3 separate regions of the Sus scrofa genome follow, and all the other regions are linked to region 1. The links are chromatin contacts, called in public Hi-C and promoter capture Hi-C maps. All regions are on one chromosome and are shown on one strand. The core of a region is the stretch at or near the end of the contact, and the rest is flanking DNA. Distances in the headings are between cores, read along the strand shown. Region 1 overlaps CRYZL1 (crystallin zeta like 1). Region 2 overlaps ITSN1 (intersectin-1). Region 3 holds the start of TMEM50B (transmembrane protein 50B).

Region 1 (3,904 bases), core at 447-2,946:
TTTTGATAGCCTCTAAGGACAAGATGGAACACTTCAAATCTGGATTCTTTACAAAATCTGGGTCATGTGGTTGTGGATATCTTGGAGAAGGATGTCTCTCTGTTTAGCTAAGGATGAAGGAAAAAAGGAAAATAACCCAGTCCATAGCTCTTACGATAATTACACTGGATACCTAGGGTTCCCCACCTCCTGTGGCTACTCTAGCCCATCATTATTTTAGTGGCAGAATTTCAGATGCACAATGGGGAATTCTGGTTAGAGATCCATACAAAATTACTTCAATTTGGGATTACAAAAATAAATTCAGAATTGTGCCAAGAAATCTGGGGCACTATACAGAAGGGATAGTTACGAGAAAAGGTCTCCATCATCAGTCAGTTCTTTAGAATATTTCTGTTCTGATAGTTACAGTCGGAAATAGGAGTAAAAAAACCAAACCTCCTTGAATGCCTACTTGTGCCAGAATTTTAGCACATGATCACATTTAATCTTCAAAGCATACTTATTGAGCAGATATTACTATTCTTTTTTTTTTTTTTTTTTTTTTTTTTTTTTTTTTTTTTTTTTTTTTTAGGGTCACACCTGTGGCATATGGAGGTTCCCAGGATAGGAAACCTAGAGCTAGGAAACCAGGAGCTACAGCTGCCCGGCCTATGCCACAGCAATGTCAGATCCTCAACTCACTGAACGAGACCAGGGATCGAACCTTCAACCTCATGGTTCATAGTTGGACTCACTTCCGCTGTGTCATGACGGGAACGCCCAGACATTACTGTTCTTGTTTAACGGATGAGGAAGCTGAGGTGGAGCAGGGAAGTGAGCGAGAAGCCTGCTGCATAAAAGTGGCCTCTCTGGCCCTGGCAACCAAAAGGCCCCAGTTTGCTGCTGCTTTGCATTCCTCCTGTGCCATCATCCCCAATACTTTTTGCTTCGGTACTTTACTCTTTCCCTTCTGCTGAGGATTCCTGTCTTCCTGAAATCACTCTGATCCTTTCTTTTTGGCTTGCTTCATTTTTAATTGTCCTTCAAACAGTGGCACTGACAAAGGTTCTATGCTGTCTGTACAGCTCTTTCACTTCTCTCTCCCTGAATGAGCTCATCAACTTGCTATTATTTTATTTAATTTATTTATTTATTTTTGTCTTTTGTCTTCCTAGGGCCATACCCGTGGCATATGGAGCTTTCCAGGCTAAGGGTCCATTTGGAGCTACAGCTGCCAGCTTACGCCACAGCCACAGCAATGCCAGATCCGAGCCATGTCTGTGACCTACACCAAGCTCACGGCAACACCAGATCCTTAACCCACTGAGCAAGGCCAGGGATCGAACCCGCAACCTCCTGGTTCCTAGTCAGATTTGTTTCCACTGCACCAATCCAACTTTCTATTATTTTAAATACAACCTGTAAACTGACAACTTTCAAATCGATGTATTTCCAGCCTAGATCACTCACCTCTGAGCTGAAAGTTACTAGATATTTCCAGGGGGATACCACTTAGCCACTCTGAATGCAAGTATAAATCCTAAACTCAGGGTCTTTCTCCAAATCAGATCCCCTTCCCTTATCCATGTGGCAGCAATTCATAGCTTAACCAGAATCTTGTAAACCATTCCTGGCTTTGACCTGTTTTAGATTAACCTGGTCCAGTCAATTATTAAGTTCTGCTGATACTGCACTGTCAGTGTGTCTTGGATCCATTCGCCACCTCTGCCACCACTGTCTCCACTAAGTTCTGGGCTTTGCCATTTTGCGCCTATTGGTCTACAACCCAAACAGTCCTCTTGCCTACAGCCTGCTTTGCCTCCCTTTTGAAGCTGCCCTTTCAATGGCCACTCTAATACTCTCTCTACAACCAAATCTGAGATATGAGCTCAGCATGGATCTGGCCCTCGCCTACCCTCTTGCCTAATTTTGGGGCAGGGAAGGAATCAGCATTCATATCGTTAAAATACTTTGTTCAGTATCTTCTCTAATGACTCTGAGTAGAATTTTGAGGGAGAATTTTCTTGACAAAATGTTTTTCTGCTGCCAAGTACCTTGCCTATGACTCCTGCCTAGAACTTAATTTTGTTCCAGCAACACCAAACTCTGTAATTCTTATATATATCACATTATTACTTGCTTTTGTGTCTTTGCTCAAGAGATCTTCTCTGCTGAGTGTGATTTTCCTCCTGAGGCCCCTTTCAGTCTGGGTGACTTCCTCCGAGAACCTTTCCCAACCTTCTGGCTGGGTGGGCACCTCTCCTTGGAGCTTTCAGAATAATCTGCTCATGCCTGTATATCTCTGTCTCTACCCCAGATTGTGAACTCTTGCAGGGCAGGGACTTTGTCTTATTTATCTTCACATCCTAAGCACTTAGCAAGTCTTCATTAAATGAGGAATAAGTGAATGATTGATTGATTGGTTATCTTCTGGCTGTTTTACTTCTTACTTTTATTTTTTTTACAATCTAAGCAGAAGAAAGGAGAGGGAATGAAATTATGACTTAGCTATGTTAGAAGACTATACTGAGAAAGAGAATCAAATATATTTTTATTTTTATCTTTTGTCTTTTTTTTTTTTTTTTTGTCTTTTCTAGGCTGCACCCGCGCCATACAGAGGTTCCCAGACTAGGGGTATAATTGGAGCTGTAGGTGCCAGCCTATGCCAGAGTCACAGCAACGTGGGATCCAAGCCAGGTCTGTGACCTACACCACAGCTCACGGCAATGTCGGATCCTTAACCCACTGAGCAAGGCCAGGGATGGAACCCTCGTCCTCATGGATGCCAGTCAGGTTTTCTAACCAGTGAACCACGATGGGAACTCCATTTTTTTTTTTAATTAAATTTTTTTTTTGAGAATCAAATATATTACAGATTAAAATTACTGGTGAAATGCAAATGTCTAACCTACATGATAATGCTCATTTATCCACTCACATATGCAGAAAGAGCGACCATAAACTGATCACTACTAGCAGCAAATAAGAACAGAACGTTTATTCAGAAACAAATTATTTCAAGTACCTTAGGCTCACTGTCCCGCATATTAAGACCACTATTTACTAACCTTTTTCTTTAAGGAAATTATAAAATCTTACTGGTTATTTCTCCCCAGTACCCATTTTCAGATGAGTAAACTGTTTACCTCTGGGGGGCGGGTTGCACATGAGGCATGTGGGAGTTCCTGGGCCAGGGACTAAACCTGAACCACAGCAGCGACCTGAGCCCCTACAGTGACAATGCTGGATCCCTAACCCACTGAGCCACAACAGAACTCATACTTTTTAAATACTCAACTTTAGGCACACTTTAAAAATTTAATGTGAATGTCATTCTTAACTGTTATATAAATTCTGGCCCAAAGCCAATTTACACAAGCAATTTAGGCTGGTTTGTAAAGACATCATAAAAAGGACAATACTGGTCATTCTATTCAATGGCATTACTCAGGGATTTAAATACATAATCCGTAAATATTCATGAAACTGTTCACAAGTCTTCAGTTATAAAATACCAATTAAGTTCCATTTTTCTTTTTGATTACAAAAGGGCAAACGCTTCTGTTTAATTCACTCATGTTTGAAGAAGTGTGTATAATTTTATGTATCGGTAAACCAATTAGCTACCATTTAGCTTTTTAAAAAATTCTATTGAAGTATAGTTGATTTATAATATTGTATTAATTTCTGCTGTAGAGCAAAGTGATTCAGGCTTACATGTACACATATCTGTTCCCCTATGGGTTATCACAGAATATTGGGTAGAGTTCCCTGTGTTACCCAGCAGGTCCCTACAGACCATCCAGTCCATAGACCAGAGTGTCACAGGCCATCCCAAGCGTGCAATCTTTCCCTCCACTGCCATTTAATTTCTTTTATCTTAGAAAATAAATACAGATATTTATATCTGCAAACTTACCAT
Region 2 (3,904 bases), core at 376-2,875, 150 kb after region 1:
TTAGACCCCTAGCCTGGGAACCTCCCATATGCCGCAGGAGCGGCCCAAGAAATTTAAAAAAAAAAAAAAAGTAATGTTTATATAAATAAAACAATCTCAGTGATCTGTGCCAGGTTTCATCTTTTTTTTTTTTTTTTTTTTTGCTTTTAAGGGCCACACCTGCAGCATATGGAAGTTCCCAGGCTAGGGGTCTAATCAGAGCTACAGCTACCAGCCTACACCACAGCCACAGCCACACCAGGTCTGAACCACACCTGTGGCCTGTACCACAGCTTACAGCAATGCTGGATCCTTAACCCACTGAGCAAGGCCAGGGATTGAACCTGCATCCTCATGGATACTAGTCAGATTCGTTTTCACTGAGTCACGACAGGAACTCCTGAGGCTTCATCTGCATACTTCATTGTTTGTCCTGGTTTAGGAAAGAAACTTTGAAGTTTGGGTAGGGATCTTGCCTTAATTCAGCAAATAGAATAAGAGGAGAATTTCAGTTGGTTATGCATTTTGGGGAAAATGATCTGATTTGTATGTTCTGTTTTGTCCAAATTTGGGTGGATGGGAAGGGCTAACATGTGTCTGTGTGGATTATTCATATGAGAAGATGCTTTCACGTCTTCCCCACTGAGCTGTGTCTCTGTGCTGTTCAGCCATATAGTACGCAGAGATCTATTACACACAAGCCAGTCTGTATCGCATGGTGGTGGTTCCAGAGAGGACTGGTTCTTAGCCTCTCGTGGAAGGTGGTATTTGTTTGTTTGTTTGTTTTCTTTGGGGAGAAGCACCTGTGTCATATGAAAGTTCCCAGGATAGGGGTTGAATTGGAGCTTCAGCTGCTGGCCTACCCCACACCCACAGCAATGCTAGATCCAGGCCAGGTCTGTAACCTTTACACCTCAGCTCTCAGCAATGCCAGATCCTTTAACTCACTGAGCAAGACCAGCAATCAAACCTGTATCTTCATGGATAATAGTTGGTTTCCTTTTTTTTAGTCTTTTTAGGGCCACACCTGAGGCACGTGGAAGTTCCCAGGCTAGGCGTTGAATTGGAGCTGTAGCTGGCAGCCTGCACCACAGCCACAGCAACGCCAGATCTGAGCTGTATCTGCAACCTATACCACAGTTCCTGGTAACTCTGGATCCTTCACCCACTGAGTGAGGCTGGGGATCGAACCTGCATCCTCATGGATACTAATCGGATTCATTTCCGCTGAGCCACGACAGAAACTCCCATCAGTCAGGTTCTTAACCTGCTGAGCCACAACAGAAACCCCCCAAGTTTTTAATTAAGACATTTCTATTTTTTCAACCTAAAAGTTAATGCTTAGAGATATTTTTCTTAAGGTAAAAATAAAAGTCACCTGTTCCCTAATAAAGGCTGGAAAACCTGACCTTTGCATAAAATGTGTAAAAACTGTATTGAATAATTTCAGCAGAATGTAGGCAAATACAGTTGCTTGTCAAGTCACCCATGAAAACTCCAGACAGCTAGCTGAGATCCTAATTATTAAAAATCTCTTTTTTGATTTCTGTTTCCAGCTTCAGGTTTATGTTAATCCTCAGTTCAACCCCATTAAGGATCAAAGTTCAGGACAGAATAGTTCCTGTGTAAACTACTGAGTCACTGTACAAACACTGAGGTCACCTCGTTTGCATTTGATCCCAGTGCAATTGGGAGATTATTCTCTTGTCTGCTGAGTTGTACTTTGGGTACATTTTTTAAAGCTTATAAATAGGCAGTCAGTCAACAAAAAAATCAGGAGAGCTATAACTGTTTTAACTTTATTTCAGTGAAAAGCATTTGGCAAATATTTGATTCCTTGGCAGGAAAACAAGAACCTGCCTGACCAGTGAATAAATGCAGCTTCACCATAGAGGATTTGGGATGTGATTAGGAGTCTTTTTTTGTTTTTAATAATGGTTTTTATTTTTTCCATTATAGCTGATCTACAGTGTTCTGTCAATTTTCTTTTTTTTTCTTTTGCCTTTTTTGCCATTTCTAGGGCCACTCCCGCGGCATATGGAGATTCCCAGGCTAGGGGTTGAATCGGAGCTGTAGCTGCTGGCCTACACCAGAGCCACAGCAACACCAGATCCGAGCCACGTCTGCAACCTACGCCACAGCTCACGGCAACGCTGGATCCTTAACCCACTGAGCAAGGCCAGGGATAGAACCCGCAACCTCATGGTTCCTAGTCGGATTCATTAACCACTGAGCCACGACGGGAACTCCTCTGTCAATTTTCTACTGCACAGCAAGGTGATCCAGTCACACATACAAGTATATATTCTTTTTTCTCACATTATCATGCTCCATCACAAGTGACTGGACATAGTTCCCAGTGCTATACAGCAGGATCCCATTGCTTATCCATTCCAAAGGCAATAGTCTGCATCTATTAACCCCAAATTCCTAGTCCCTCTCACTCCCTCCCCCTCCCTCTTGGCAACCACAAGTCTATTCTCCAAGTCCATGATTTTCTTTTTTGTGGAAAGATTTATTTGTGCCGTATATTAGATTCCAGATATAAGTGAAATCATACGGTATTTGTCTTTCTCTTTCTGACTTACTTCACTTAGTATGGGAGTCTCTAGTTCCATCCATGTTGCTGCAAATGGCATTATTTTGTTCTTTTTGATGGCTGAGTAGTATTCCATTGTTTATGTGTACCACATCTTTCTAATCCAATCATCTGTTGATGGACGTTTGGGTTGTTTCCATGTCTTGGCTGTTGTGAATAATGCTGCGGTGAACATGCGGGTGCATGTGTCTTTTTCAAGGAAAGGTTTGTCTGGAGATATGCCCAAGAGTGGGATTGCTGGGTCATATGGTAGTTGTATATTTAGTTTTCTAAGGTACCTCCATACTGTTCTCCATAGTGGTTGTACCAATTTACATTCCCACCAACAGTGTAAGAAGAGGGTTCCCTTTTCTCTACACCCTCTGATTAGGAGTCTTTGAGGGATGAGAAAACTGCCTGCCTGGACTTTGGATCTAAATAAGGTCATTTTCTCCCTCATTCATTGCTATCCTCTCTTTCTCTCCTAGGAGTCTCAGCAAATGCTTGGGAGACTTATTCCAGAAAAACAGATACTCAATGACCAATTAAAACAAGTTCAGCAGAACAGTTTGCACAGTAGGTGTTTTATTTCTAAAGTTGGCATTTTCCTTTTTTTACTGGCAAGAACTTCCTTAATTGAAAGGACAACACGACAAACCATTTTTCCTAACTGCCAGGTTGTTTTTCTCATCTTGCAATGTTTTTCTCAAACAGGAGATTCGCTTCTTACCCTCAAAAGAGCTTTAGAAGCAAAAGAACTAGCTCGGCAGCAGCTCCGAGACCAACTGGATGAAGTGGAGAAAGAAACTAGATCGAAACTCCAGGAGATTGATATTTTCAATAATCAGCTGAAGGTAACAGTTCTGTGTTTGCCTACCTGTATGTGCTAGTCTTTAAGTTTTCTAACTGGCTAGGTGATTCGTAGGTATTTGATCCCAGGCAGAAGCATTTATTACGCAGGTTTGTCGGCCTTTATGAAAGCCTTCACAGTTATGAATGAACATTAAGCAACCTGAAGTTGAATTTTTCTCCTTTAAAATATAAAAGTGAGGAGTTTCCGCTGGTGGTACAGTGGGTTAAGAATCTGACTGTACCTGCTCGGTCTCTGCAGAGGTGGGTTCCATCCCTGGCCCAGCGAGATGGGCTAAAGGATCTGGTGTTGCAGCACCTGCAGCACACGTGGGTCACAGCTGCAGCTAACATTCAATCCCTGGCCCAGGAACTTCCATATACCATGGGTGCAGCCGTAGATATATATATATATATTTATGCTGGATACAACTTTGCTAACTTACAGCTGAATGAGTGGCCCCAACATGATGTCTGTCTTTTATCTGAATTCCATTT
Region 3 (3,904 bases), core at 636-3,135, 140 kb before region 1:
TCCATGGCTGTCACTGCTGTGGCTCAGATCACAGCTGTGGTGCAGGTTCCAACCCTGGCCTGGTAACTTCCACCTGCGGCAGGCATGGCCAAAAAAAAAAAAAAAATTAAAGAGTACATCCAAACAGTACATCCAAAAATGAGATAGGTCAGCATGTACTAAGTTAATGTATCTTTAATTTTTTTTTAAGCTAATGTATCTTTATATTAAAGTAGTTGCCCAACAGTATTATGGCACAATCCCCTCCTAGGGACTGGAATTGAGGATGTAAAGTATGCAACGTCCAAAATCAAGGAAGTCTAACTTTTTTCTTGATACTCTTCTGCGCACTCTGAATTTTTTACTTGATGTTCCTCTGTAATATTTTTAAAATGTTTACAACCTGAATATATTGTAATCACTTAAAAGGAGCCGATAAGGATAAAATAATAAGATAAATTCTTTACCTTAGACTCCAGAAAATGAATTCGGAAATAATCAGCCAGTTAAGGCTGCTGTGATCCTAGCGGGCAGAGAAGGATGGGGGGTGGGGAGGGCGTGTCTCCGGAAGAGAAACACGACATCCTTCCCCGGCTCTCATTACACCAGCTTTTTCCTGCCGCATCATTATTCAAGAGAACGTCTTGTTTTCATTTTAAGAACGAGGAGGCCTGCCACACTATTACCGGTAAAAAATGCCTAACGTCTGTTCTACGTCTGAACAGTATGACAGAAGAGAAGACAACTGACCCTGACCGAAGATGATGTAAAAGAAGCGTGACAAGCCTGGGAGTAGGAGGCTTGGGAAATGTTAAGAAAGGGGATTTATATAAAGTGCAAGTCGGTGAAGAGTTGGCGCGAAGAGGTGGGACACTCCGAAAAGAGAAATTAATGTCTTTGAGAGGTATAACGCTGGTTACACATTCACTCCAATCGGAGCTTGACTCTCCCCAACACACACACACACACACACACACACACACACACGCATGCACAGCGCTAGCAGCAGGGAGCGAGCGAGGACAATCTCATTACTGCTTTGGCTTTAAAAGGTTATATATTTACCTTTCCGATTAAGCACCTTCCAGTGATGAACTCGGAAGCCAATTTATTGGTTAAAAACCAAGCGTCTTCCCCAGCACAACTACCATTGCTACCTGGGCTACGCTCCTCATCTAAAAGGACACTCAACACTTTATGATTAATCCTGGAAAGAATGTTGACCCTCCTCTATTCCCTCTTTCCACCTCTGTCCCTACTCTCCTAAGGAGCGAGTCGGAAAAGTCCACCAAACACTTAACAACATCGCCAGCAGAGGCTGAGACCAAACGGGAGGGGTGAGCAAGTCCTCGAAAGGCCCCCAGACGCCGAGTGCGGGCCGCACGTCTCTCCCCTGCGCCGGGCACCGCGGTGAAGCTGACAGGTTCGGGATGGAAACCTGTGCAGATCCTCCAGGGAAGCAAGTCGACGGCGAGATAACGCGGCGTAGCTGCCTGCCCCGGCCGAACGCGCTCCCCGGGCGCCCAAGAAGACATGGGCTGGTGAGCAGGGAGCGGCGGAGGCCCCCGCCCCGCAGGCCGCCCGTATGCTCCGCGAACCCGCTCCGCCCCGCGACGCCGCGCACCGCGCACGGGAAAGGCCGGGCGCTGTCGTCCCTCGCAGGCCGGGCCGGCTGAGGACGCCTCTCCAAGAGCAGGCGGTGGGCGCTAGCCCCCAGCACGCCCCGAAACTGACTGCCCGCACTCACCCGGCTTCCCCCACGCCCACGCCAACGCGAGGCGCGCGCGCAGAGGAGGAAGCTGCCGTGCAGCTGTCTAGCCCGCGTCCTCCGCTCCACTTCAGCCCCCGGGAGCCGGGAGCGGGCGGCGGGCGTGAGGCGAGGGCGCCGGTGGGGCGGGGCGCGGCGCCGTGCGCAGGGAAGCAACCAATCGGCGTGCAGCAAGTGGCCGGCCGGAGGCGGGGCAAGGATCTAGGGGCGGGGCGAGGCAGCCAAGGGGCGGGGTGAGGGCGGTCGTTCTGCGGCCCCCTGGGAGCTGCTGGCTGGACTCTGCGCCTTGTGATTCGCGGCAGCGCTGACCTGACCCCTCTGTTGTTTTCTGGGCGGCATCAGTGCTGCGTTTCCGCTCAAGGACTTCAAGTGCAGCATCGGTGAAATCACACGTGTGGGAGGAGCCCAAGACCTAGAGAGCGGAGGTTGTCTTTGCCCCTGGGTTAAGCGGCTTTGACCGAGAGCAGCCCAGGGTAGGGCGTGTACTCCAGGAGGTTCTCAGAAACGGGGGGTCTCTAGAAGTGACCTTTTCCAATCCCTAACGCTCAGAAATGGAGGCCTAGAAAGGTGAGATTTCTGGTCCAAGGCTACCAACTAGTACAGCAACCCGAAGTTACCGGTACAGTACAACTACGCCTTTTATTTTTTGCTTTTTTTTTTTTTTTTTTTTTTTTTTTGGTTTTTCTATTTTCTTACTAGGGCCGCACCCATGGCTTATGGATGTTCCTGGTCCCCAGCCACAGCAACACGAGATCCGAGCTGCATCTGTGACCTACCCACAGCTTGCAGCCAAGCCAGATCCTTAACACGCTGAGCGGATCAAACCCGCGTCCTCATGGACACTAGTTGGATTCTTAACCCGCTGAGCCACAACGGGGAATTCCCTACAACTAACTAGTCTTAATTCTGTTCTTATGTTTTCCTGGCTATCTACCAGATTTTTGCTTTCTCGTGGTCCAGTATCTTCCTACTGTCTCCTTTAAAGAGGATACATCTTGAATTTTCAGTGTAACTTCAATAGCCTTTGAAAGCCTGGTCTGAATTTCCTACAGAATATAAAGTGTAATTAGTTATTTGGGGAAAAGACATTGTGTAAAAGTCCAGGTATTTTCAATGGGATTCTAAAAATGTTTTCCCCTGAAATATAATGAAATAAAAGGTTTTGTGTTCCAAGTTGTCACAAAATGCCACTCTCTTATATTCCTGTTACTCCTATAAATCTTATACATGTAAGAGAAACAACCTCTGCTTTTTATTTTTCCACTATCTCTCAGTTCTCATTTTCATGGATGTTATTTTTCTATCTTTTATATTCTGTCATTTGGCAAATAATACATTTGTAGTTATATTACCCATCATCCTGACACATATGCTAGGATCTAGATGCTCAGTAATTATTTGTTAAATAAATTACTTTTGAAACATTTGCAACCTTAAAACTAGTTAGATTACTGATCTATAAAAGTTGACTTTTTAAAATCTTACTTTTTGGGGGCAGTTCCCATTGTGGCTCAGCAGGTTAAGAACCCAACATAGTGTCTGTGAGGATGTGGGTTCAATCCCTGGCCTCGCGTGGTGGGTTAGGGATCCAGCCATGCCACAGCTGCAGCTCCAATTTGACCCCTAGCCCTGGAACTTCCATATGCTGCAGGTGCAACTGTAAAAAGAAAAATATAAATAAATAAATAAAATATTACTTCTTTTTTGAGTGTTATATTAGAATGAGGTTGGCTGCAAGAAGCAGGGGGAAACAACTACAAAATAACAGTGGCTTAAACAGAAAGCCACTGGTATCTCCCTCATGTGTATAAGTCCAAAGTTAGTCTGGAGCTGTCCAGTGTCACTTCGCAGGGACAGATCCAGCCTCCTTGTTGCAGCTAAGAGAGTCACACATGTATTTATTTATGCATTTGGAAGATAGCCTCTGTACCCAGTGTTACCTCCTGGTCCAAGGGAGCTGCTGGAGCTCTAGCCATTATGCCTGCATTCCAACCAGCAGATGAGAGGACAAAGGGAATACCCTCTCTAAGAACTTTTCCCGGGAGTTCCTGTTGTGACACAGTGGAAACGAATCCAACTAGTATCCTTGAGGATGCAGATTAAATCCCTGGCATCTCAATCAGTGGGTTAAGGATCCATCGTTGATGTAAGCTGTGG

The links. Promoter capture Hi-C pulls out the DNA fragments that hold promoters and counts their contacts. Hi-C and Micro-C count contacts between places; a contact is called where the count stands out from the background.
Region 2: a contact with region 1 is called in a Hi-C map of liver, with 4 times the contacts expected there. The contact joins two enhancer-like sites. A contact is called at or near these places in 1 of 47 Hi-C or Micro-C datasets (liver) and 1 of 2 datasets of contacts at active chromatin or transcription factors (alveolar macrophages).
Region 3: a contact with region 1 is called in a promoter capture Hi-C map of liver, with 4 times the contacts expected there. The contact joins the promoter of TMEM50B here to the enhancer-like site in region 1. A contact is called at or near these places in 1 of 5 promoter capture datasets (liver), 11 of 47 Hi-C or Micro-C datasets (blood, fetal heart ventricle, liver and 4 more) and 2 of 2 datasets of contacts at active chromatin or transcription factors (alveolar macrophages and skeletal muscle).

Annotation. Positions count from the first base shown.
Region 1 is chr13:197,227,480-197,231,383 of Sscrofa11.1, forward strand. CRYZL1 (crystallin zeta like 1) reads right to left here. Exons shown (of 13, transcript NM_001098596.1): 4 at 3,902-3,904. Among named protein-coding and RNA genes, the nearest start is that of CRYZL1, 19 kb to the right of the region's middle. Within about 2 kb of position 1,697, at least 3 of the 83 cell types and tissues checked have an H3K27ac peak or open chromatin away from gene starts, as enhancers often do. A contact at or near this core is called in alveolar macrophages and liver, where this site is marked.
Region 2 is chr13:197,378,081-197,381,984 of Sscrofa11.1, forward strand. ITSN1 (intersectin-1) reads left to right here. Exons shown (of 42, transcript XM_021070946.1): 15 at 3,046-3,133; 16 at 3,272-3,411. Among named protein-coding and RNA genes, the nearest start is that of ITSN1, 79 kb to the left of the region's middle. Within about 2 kb of position 1,626, at least 14 of the 83 cell types and tissues checked have an H3K27ac peak or open chromatin away from gene starts, as enhancers often do. A contact at or near this core is called in liver, where this site is marked.
Region 3 is chr13:197,091,423-197,095,326 of Sscrofa11.1, forward strand. It overlaps TMEM50B (transmembrane protein 50B), which reads right to left and starts at 1,886. Exons shown (of 7, transcript XM_021070935.1): 1 at 1,727-1,886.